Linked DNA regions of Mus musculus: region 1 is linked to region 2. The links are chromatin contacts, called in public capture Hi-C maps. All regions are on one chromosome and are shown on one strand. Each heading gives the region's core, a stretch centred on a gene start, on an enhancer-like site or on the middle of the called end of the contact. The rest is flanking DNA. Distances are from core to core; before and after follow the strand shown. Region 1 has its middle 6.5 kb from the start of Gm38407. Region 2 has its middle 32 kb from the start of Gm46323.

The links. Capture Hi-C pulls out chosen DNA fragments and counts their contacts.
Region 1: a contact with region 2 is called in a capture Hi-C map of embryonic trunk, with 12 times the contacts expected there. The contact joins two enhancer-like sites. A contact is called at or near these places in 3 of 484 Hi-C or Micro-C datasets (cranial neural crest, embryonic fibroblasts and palatal mesenchyme) and 2 of 9 other capture datasets (embryonic tail and embryonic trunk).

The regions. Positions count from the first base shown.
Region 1 is chr12:10,438,398-10,441,427 of GRCm38.p6, forward strand. No RefSeq gene overlaps it. Among named protein-coding and RNA genes, the nearest start is that of Gm38407, 6.5 kb to the right of the region's middle. Within about 2 kb of position 1,569, at least 22 of the 459 cell types and tissues checked have an H3K27ac peak or open chromatin away from gene starts, as enhancers often do.
Region 2 is chr12:9,337,591-9,340,910 of GRCm38.p6, forward strand. No RefSeq gene overlaps it. Among named protein-coding and RNA genes, the nearest start is that of Gm46323, 32 kb to the right of the region's middle. Within about 2 kb of position 1,406, at least 33 of the 459 cell types and tissues checked have an H3K27ac peak or open chromatin away from gene starts, as enhancers often do.

The sequences.
Region 1 (3,030 bases), core at 319-2,818, 1.1 Mb after region 2:
CACTGGACACTGCTGGCTCCGTTGCTCCCAGCCAGGAGATGCCAAATTCCTCCTATATAAAAGGAGCTTTAGTAACTCAAGCAAAATAAGCACACTTTCCCCCCACCTCCTTCCCAGAGACTAAGGCGGCAGGGTTGCTGGGAGGATACACAATACCTTGTTACAAACCATGTAATGTTTTAAAAAGTATCTATCTGACAGCCTTGGCTAAAGCCAGATCTTCTATCTCGATTACTTCAATATGTCAGGTCCATATCGCACCACTGCGTCCAGGCTTTCAGAGCCAAGACCTCTGTTTTGTCCAACCTTTCCATCTGGAAGCAATGAGCTTAATATTCTGGCTCTCCCCCCATAAAAGCTATGTCACAAAAAAGTAGCAGCCTGTGAACTGCTCCCCTCCCCCAAGACACACTGGGACTCCTCATTCCCTCTGTGCTCTATTCGGTTACACTGGAAGACCATCCCACCTTTCCCCTCCCCATAAACCAGAATCCGCCTGTAACAGCATAGTACCAGGAGAGAAGGAATGAATTGACAATCATTTACACTTTAATCCCACTTTTGACATTTTGAGAGATGCAGCTTAAAATATACTTGAGGCTTAGGGACTCCCTCTGTCCAGCTGTGTTCACTAGAGAAGAGACATCCCCGTTCATGAATTCTACTGCTTCTGGTGTCCAACTGGAAACCCAGATTTAGAGCCTATTTTAGGTTGTGTCTCACACTGACTCGAGCTTTTCCTTCCATGTTGAAAAAGGTCACCACCACCACCACTAAGTTCCGTGGCTGGCAGTTCAGTGATAACGACCTCCCCGTTCTATGTGTTTGGTTCATGTATTCATTCACTTTTATTTGTGTTAGGTTTTTGATCTAATGCCTAGCCGCTTCTTTTGTGTGTCCTCTGTTACACTGCAAAATCACATGGGTCTCTGGTTCCTAGTGCTCATGTTGTGAGGACAACCTAGGCTCTTGGGCAGTTAAGTGGGTGGTCCCCATAAGCTGCTGCTGCATTTGATTTCTTGGGTGATCATTAAGCCCAGCTAGGTGCTGGTCATTCTAAACCTATTCACTGACAATGGTGGAAAGCAAAGCCTGGGAATGTGCATGCGCCGTCAAGTCCCCAAGAAAAAAACCCATTTACTATGCATGTTAGAAGTCAGGACGCTAGAAGAGCTAGATCAGTGGCAGCAAATGATGAAATGGGGAAACCACGGGCCTTGCCTGGAAATGATATAACGCTGCTGTTCACCCTCCAGTGACTCCGAGCCCTGGAGTTCTGGAAGATTAGCGGAGCTGGAAATCACCCTCCTGCTGCGCTCCCTGGGCTTTGGCTACTTTTCTGTTCTCCTTCAGCTGGAAGCTGCGAGGGGCAGAGGTCAGCTTTCCTGTGTTGAATCTTTAGGGACAGGCCTTTGGATCCTGGGAGAGAATTGAAAGATCAACCCATCCCAATCCCTTGTTTTATACGAAGGACACCTCACTTGAAGGGAGGGGGGCGGAGTACATTGCCCAAGGTCATTCAAGCCCTCAATTTATTTAGGCTAATTCGGGAGACATCCATTTGGGAACAAGCCAAGCCCACATTTGTTAAGGACCTTAGTCTGCAGTGTCCTAAAGCCCCTTGTATCCATTCACATACACAAAAGAGTGTTTAAAAGTGCTCATCTGAGAGCCATTACATAGGCAGGGCTTCCAGTGGCCTGACTCCACAGGCAGTATGCACAAAACCTGTTTCCTCAAATGCTGCCTGCTGCACTGGAGTTAACCTCTTTTTTGGCAAATTAGTTCATGACCTGGGAACAGTTGAACGAAACTGTAGGCACATCAAGAGGACGTTATTTGTGTTCTGCCTTTTTTTAGACCAAGTCTCTGATGTGTTTATTTGCAAGCTTGGCTCGTGGTTCCTATCCCACTACTTACAGTTAATCCCATGTTTTCTTTGAGCTACCTTTAAATCCGTGTCAGATGAAAAATACTGCCTGATTCTGAAGAGTGTGGTATTATGAAGGAATCCCACGGTTTATGATCTCAGATTTATTGTCACATGTATTTAGTTCTTGTTTTTCTTTTTCTTTTCTCTCCTTCCTTTTTTTCCCCCTCCCACCCCTCTTCAGGCTTAAGTCAGCTGAAAAGGTTTTACTGTGAATTATGAAGATGCAAGGATGGAAGACGCTGTATAGTGTTTCCTGGAGAACTTTTTGTTCTCTAAAAAGGACGCTGGTGCAGAGAGAGCTCCCCTGAGCTGCAGCCTTTGTAGACTGTTTCAAGGGACAGGAACCAAGTCTCCTTCATCTTGTTGTATTATTCCTGACACTGTGTTTGCCATGCAGGGCTATTCAGCGAGTATGTGTAGGATTATGGTTGCCAAAATAAGCCTACAGTCAATGCCCCATGTAGCTTGTCATTGCTACTACTAAAATGATTTTTAAAATTTTCCCTCATTTTCTTAGTGTTTATGAGGCAAAACCAATTTAGTTTCAGGGGGAAAAACCGAGTAATTTTATTTTAAAAGCAATTTAATACTGAATTAAATATTTAGGAGACGACTCAAATTAGATAAATACACACAGGATCTGATGTTCCTCTTTACCACTTATTAAGCAAATGAATGAAAACTGAAGGTTGCATTTTCCAGTGGTGTTTTAAACAAAGATAAACTTCATATTAGAATCATTGTTTTGTAACCATTTTAGAGGCTTCGATGAGTTGACCTTTCAACTCTGAAAGGTTTTTAGCAGGATTTGACACCTGGGCACTTCTAGAGGGTTAGGGACAGCAGAGAGAGCCGAAGTCACAGAGGCATCTTGAGCCTTAGCTTTCTGGTTTCATCATCTTTAAACAGTTGTGGGTATGCCTTGTGCCAAGGATGGAAGGCAAATGGAGAGAGAATGTGGTGTCATCGCAGGTACCTTCATACTCATGCACCAGTTTCCCCAATGCCGCACAGCTTACCCAAGGATGAAACGTGAGGGTATACCAAATGCTTTCCATTGCTATAAGGAGGCCTGTGGCCTGACTTGAGTCATCTAA
Region 2 (3,320 bases), core at 156-2,655:
CTCATGACCTCAGCCTGGAACAGTTTCCTATCTTCTTTACATGACATCTAGCCTATTTTCATTATGGGAAGGATGACTGTGTTCATGGAAGACAGGAAGGACCAGACGATGGCTCCTTCCCCAGGAAGTCTTCAAAATTCACACTGCCCTTTGGGAGTTCCCACTAGTATATGGAACATAAGGATTCGGTACAATATGGGCATATTTGTACAGTTTTTTTTTTTAAAGATTAAACATGATACAGTACTGGAAGTGAGCACGGAAGATTGAGGCCCTGGGTTTTATGCTTTCCCTTGCTACAGGGGATGGAAGGAATATTGTTTCTCCTTAAAATGATTTATTTAAATGGGTAGGCTAGAATTCTACTTAAAACCCAGTGTCTGAATGCACCTGTTTAAGTCAGCTTCTTGTTCTCTCAGGTATTTAGGCATTGAATTTTCCCCATTAGGGGAGTGATTGACACTGTGGTCCTTACAATAACACATGATTATAACTCTGCAAATGGCAATTACATTCAATGGAAACCAGATGTTGCTTGGAATTCGACTCTTCTGGTTTCTTGGTGAAGTAGATGAATTTGTAAAGTAGAAAACCACAGTCATTACTCAGATGGACTGTACATGAATTAATGACATAATATCTAAATCATATATGGTTGAAAATAATGATTAACTTAAACTATCAAGATAAGCTAATGAAAAACAGACCCTTAAAAATTAAAGATGTGTTTTCTTCAATGTATTTTATTCATATGCTAATCATAAAACTACCCTGGTTTTGGTGTCTCTTCAGTCCTGAATAGAAAAAAGAACTTGTTTAAAAAAGAAGTCTTTTTTGGTGGTTCCCCTGTGGGAGGAGGTGGACAACTGTGATGGTTTTTCTTGGCTAGTGAATTTTTCTAGAGTCTGAAATCAATCTTTTAAAAATATATTGTTGTTAAGGACAGTTAGCAGTGTTTTATGCTGAATTACACACGTTATATTGCTAAGGACATATTCGGCATCCGAGGGACTGGCTTTTCATGTATGTACAAAGCATATCCGTTCACATACAACTTCTTTCTCTCTCCTGAGCCTGCAAACAAAGCACACATGCACACATTCATAGGTGCACAGACTCTCCTTCTCCCTGTCTCTCTCTTATCTTACACACACACACACACACACACACACACACCACTCAGTGATGCCTCCAGCCAAGAAGGCAAATTGGCATTTCAAATCCACCCACACTACCATTTCAAAAGCTCACAGCCTTGGGTTAGCACCCTCTGAGGTGGTTGAGTTTGCAAACCTTGGCCCATCATTTCCACTGTCATGAATTCTCAATGACATCATCACTGTAAAATTAGGAACTCTCTTTCTTTTCCTGCAGATGTGAAAGCTTGACATTGCATTCCATGGTCCCGTGCCACATTTCATCAGCGTTCTTCCTTCGCTTTCTCCAAAGCCCGTGGCCGCATGTGGTGTGTAGATTGCCAGTGCTGTTTGGGATCTCATATCAAATGCTGCTACTTAATCCCAGGCGGCCTTCCCCAAGCCCACACCTGCAGCTCATTGAATCCTCCTGGAGTACAAAGGGCTGATTTACAGCACGAAGGATCCAGGCACTGGTTGCAGCTGGAGCTCCAGCAGGAAAAGGAAGTTGTTCATCATCTTGTGTGCATTTCATTAACAATAGTGTACCCGATATGTAGCTCATAGAATAATTTCAAGTCACTGACAGAGAGCATTATGGCATTTGGCATTACTAGGAAAAAATACTTCAGGATGGGCAAATTAAACGTGAGCGCGAGGTTTCCATGAGACCCCCTGGAACCGCATTCACTACTGTCTGATTCTTTGGGCTTTACCCCGCTTCTCATTCTTTCCCTTTGTCGTTGGAGCAGTCTTAGGGTTCAACTGGGATATTGCTAGCTTTCTGCTTTGTTTTAGGTATTAACAACCAGGAGCTTCGAGCGAGCTATGCTAAGCCAACCACTTGATGTATGTTTATTTGTTGGGGTGGCAGTTGCCGTGGCCGAATGAGACATGCAGTATGTATATTTCTCTTCTGAGAGTTCACCTCCATGTGTGTTAGTGAGTCCCAGTCTGATGCTGGCGATGAGGAGTGAGGATGGTGGAGACAAAGAAGGTACAGATGCCAAGAGATTATCGTATGGCTGAGCTTCCTCTCTCAGCTCTTAGGCCTGTCTTCTCTGCAGCCCAGTATCAGCCTCCAAAGAGGGGATCCCTATCCACCAAGGGGCTGGCTGTCCAGTTCTCTGCAACTCCACTTGTTCTACGGGAGTATCTTGCAGTTGAAGGATCTATTAAGGAGACCGAAGGCCTAAACCTAAGCTTACTTCAGAACAAAATCACTTCAGAAGTGGTGCAGGATGCTCACTGCATTTGGGTCAATGCCCTGCACGATGGTTGAGTGATGCACAGAATAGAAAGGCAAAGATGGATTTATGGTGGCTGTTGGCACTTTATTTCTAGAGGACAAAATCAATAAAAATCGCCCTGCTTGAGGGAGAAGGCTCAGGGAGGCAGAAGCAAATTTCTTTTCACTTTGTAATGGTAAACAAACCGGGCTCAGAGCAGTATCTGATGTGGCTGCACAGAGCCTGGTTTCCAGTTTCTCTTGATGTGTCAAATGTATCCCTTATGTGAATCATGGTTTAAAAATACTTGTATGCAGTGGGTTTGGGAAATCAATAAGCTTTTATGATGCTCTCCTTGCTTCACATAATTTCTGATTTCAAAAGAAAGCCTGTGTATTCCTTTAAGTTGTTTATATATTATGTGTTTCAAAACTAACAGCTCTTCCAAGAGTTTCCCCAGGATTGTTAGAGTTTTTTTTTTCCCCTTGTTCTCCTCTCTTGCTTGCTTGCTTTCCCTTTCTTGTCAGTAATGCTAATGAGTTCGAAACTTACACATAAATTGAAGCAGGATTTATAAAATGCAATAAAAAAACTTCTAGGCAAGAAAGATAAATATAACAATCCATGAGACCATGTCAGCCTTTTCCAACATTGGAAAGACTACAGACAGGGACATTAACGAATGACCAGGCTGTGTGGCGTTTCTCAGGTTAGGAGCTGAGGCTCCCAGCAAGCAGCCTTACGAAGAGCTGTCCTGCCTTCCTTGATTTCTCTGAAATTCAAATCTAATTGCAGATTGGAACCTATCCATCCGCTCAGTCTGTAAAAATAATTTTCCCTAAATATTTACCCAAAGTGCATTATTGCTTATACAGTTGTGAAAAGCATTTAGCACTTTATAATCCTCTATTTGCTCCTATGTGGGCCTGGGAGTATACTCTCCTTACAGAATTCA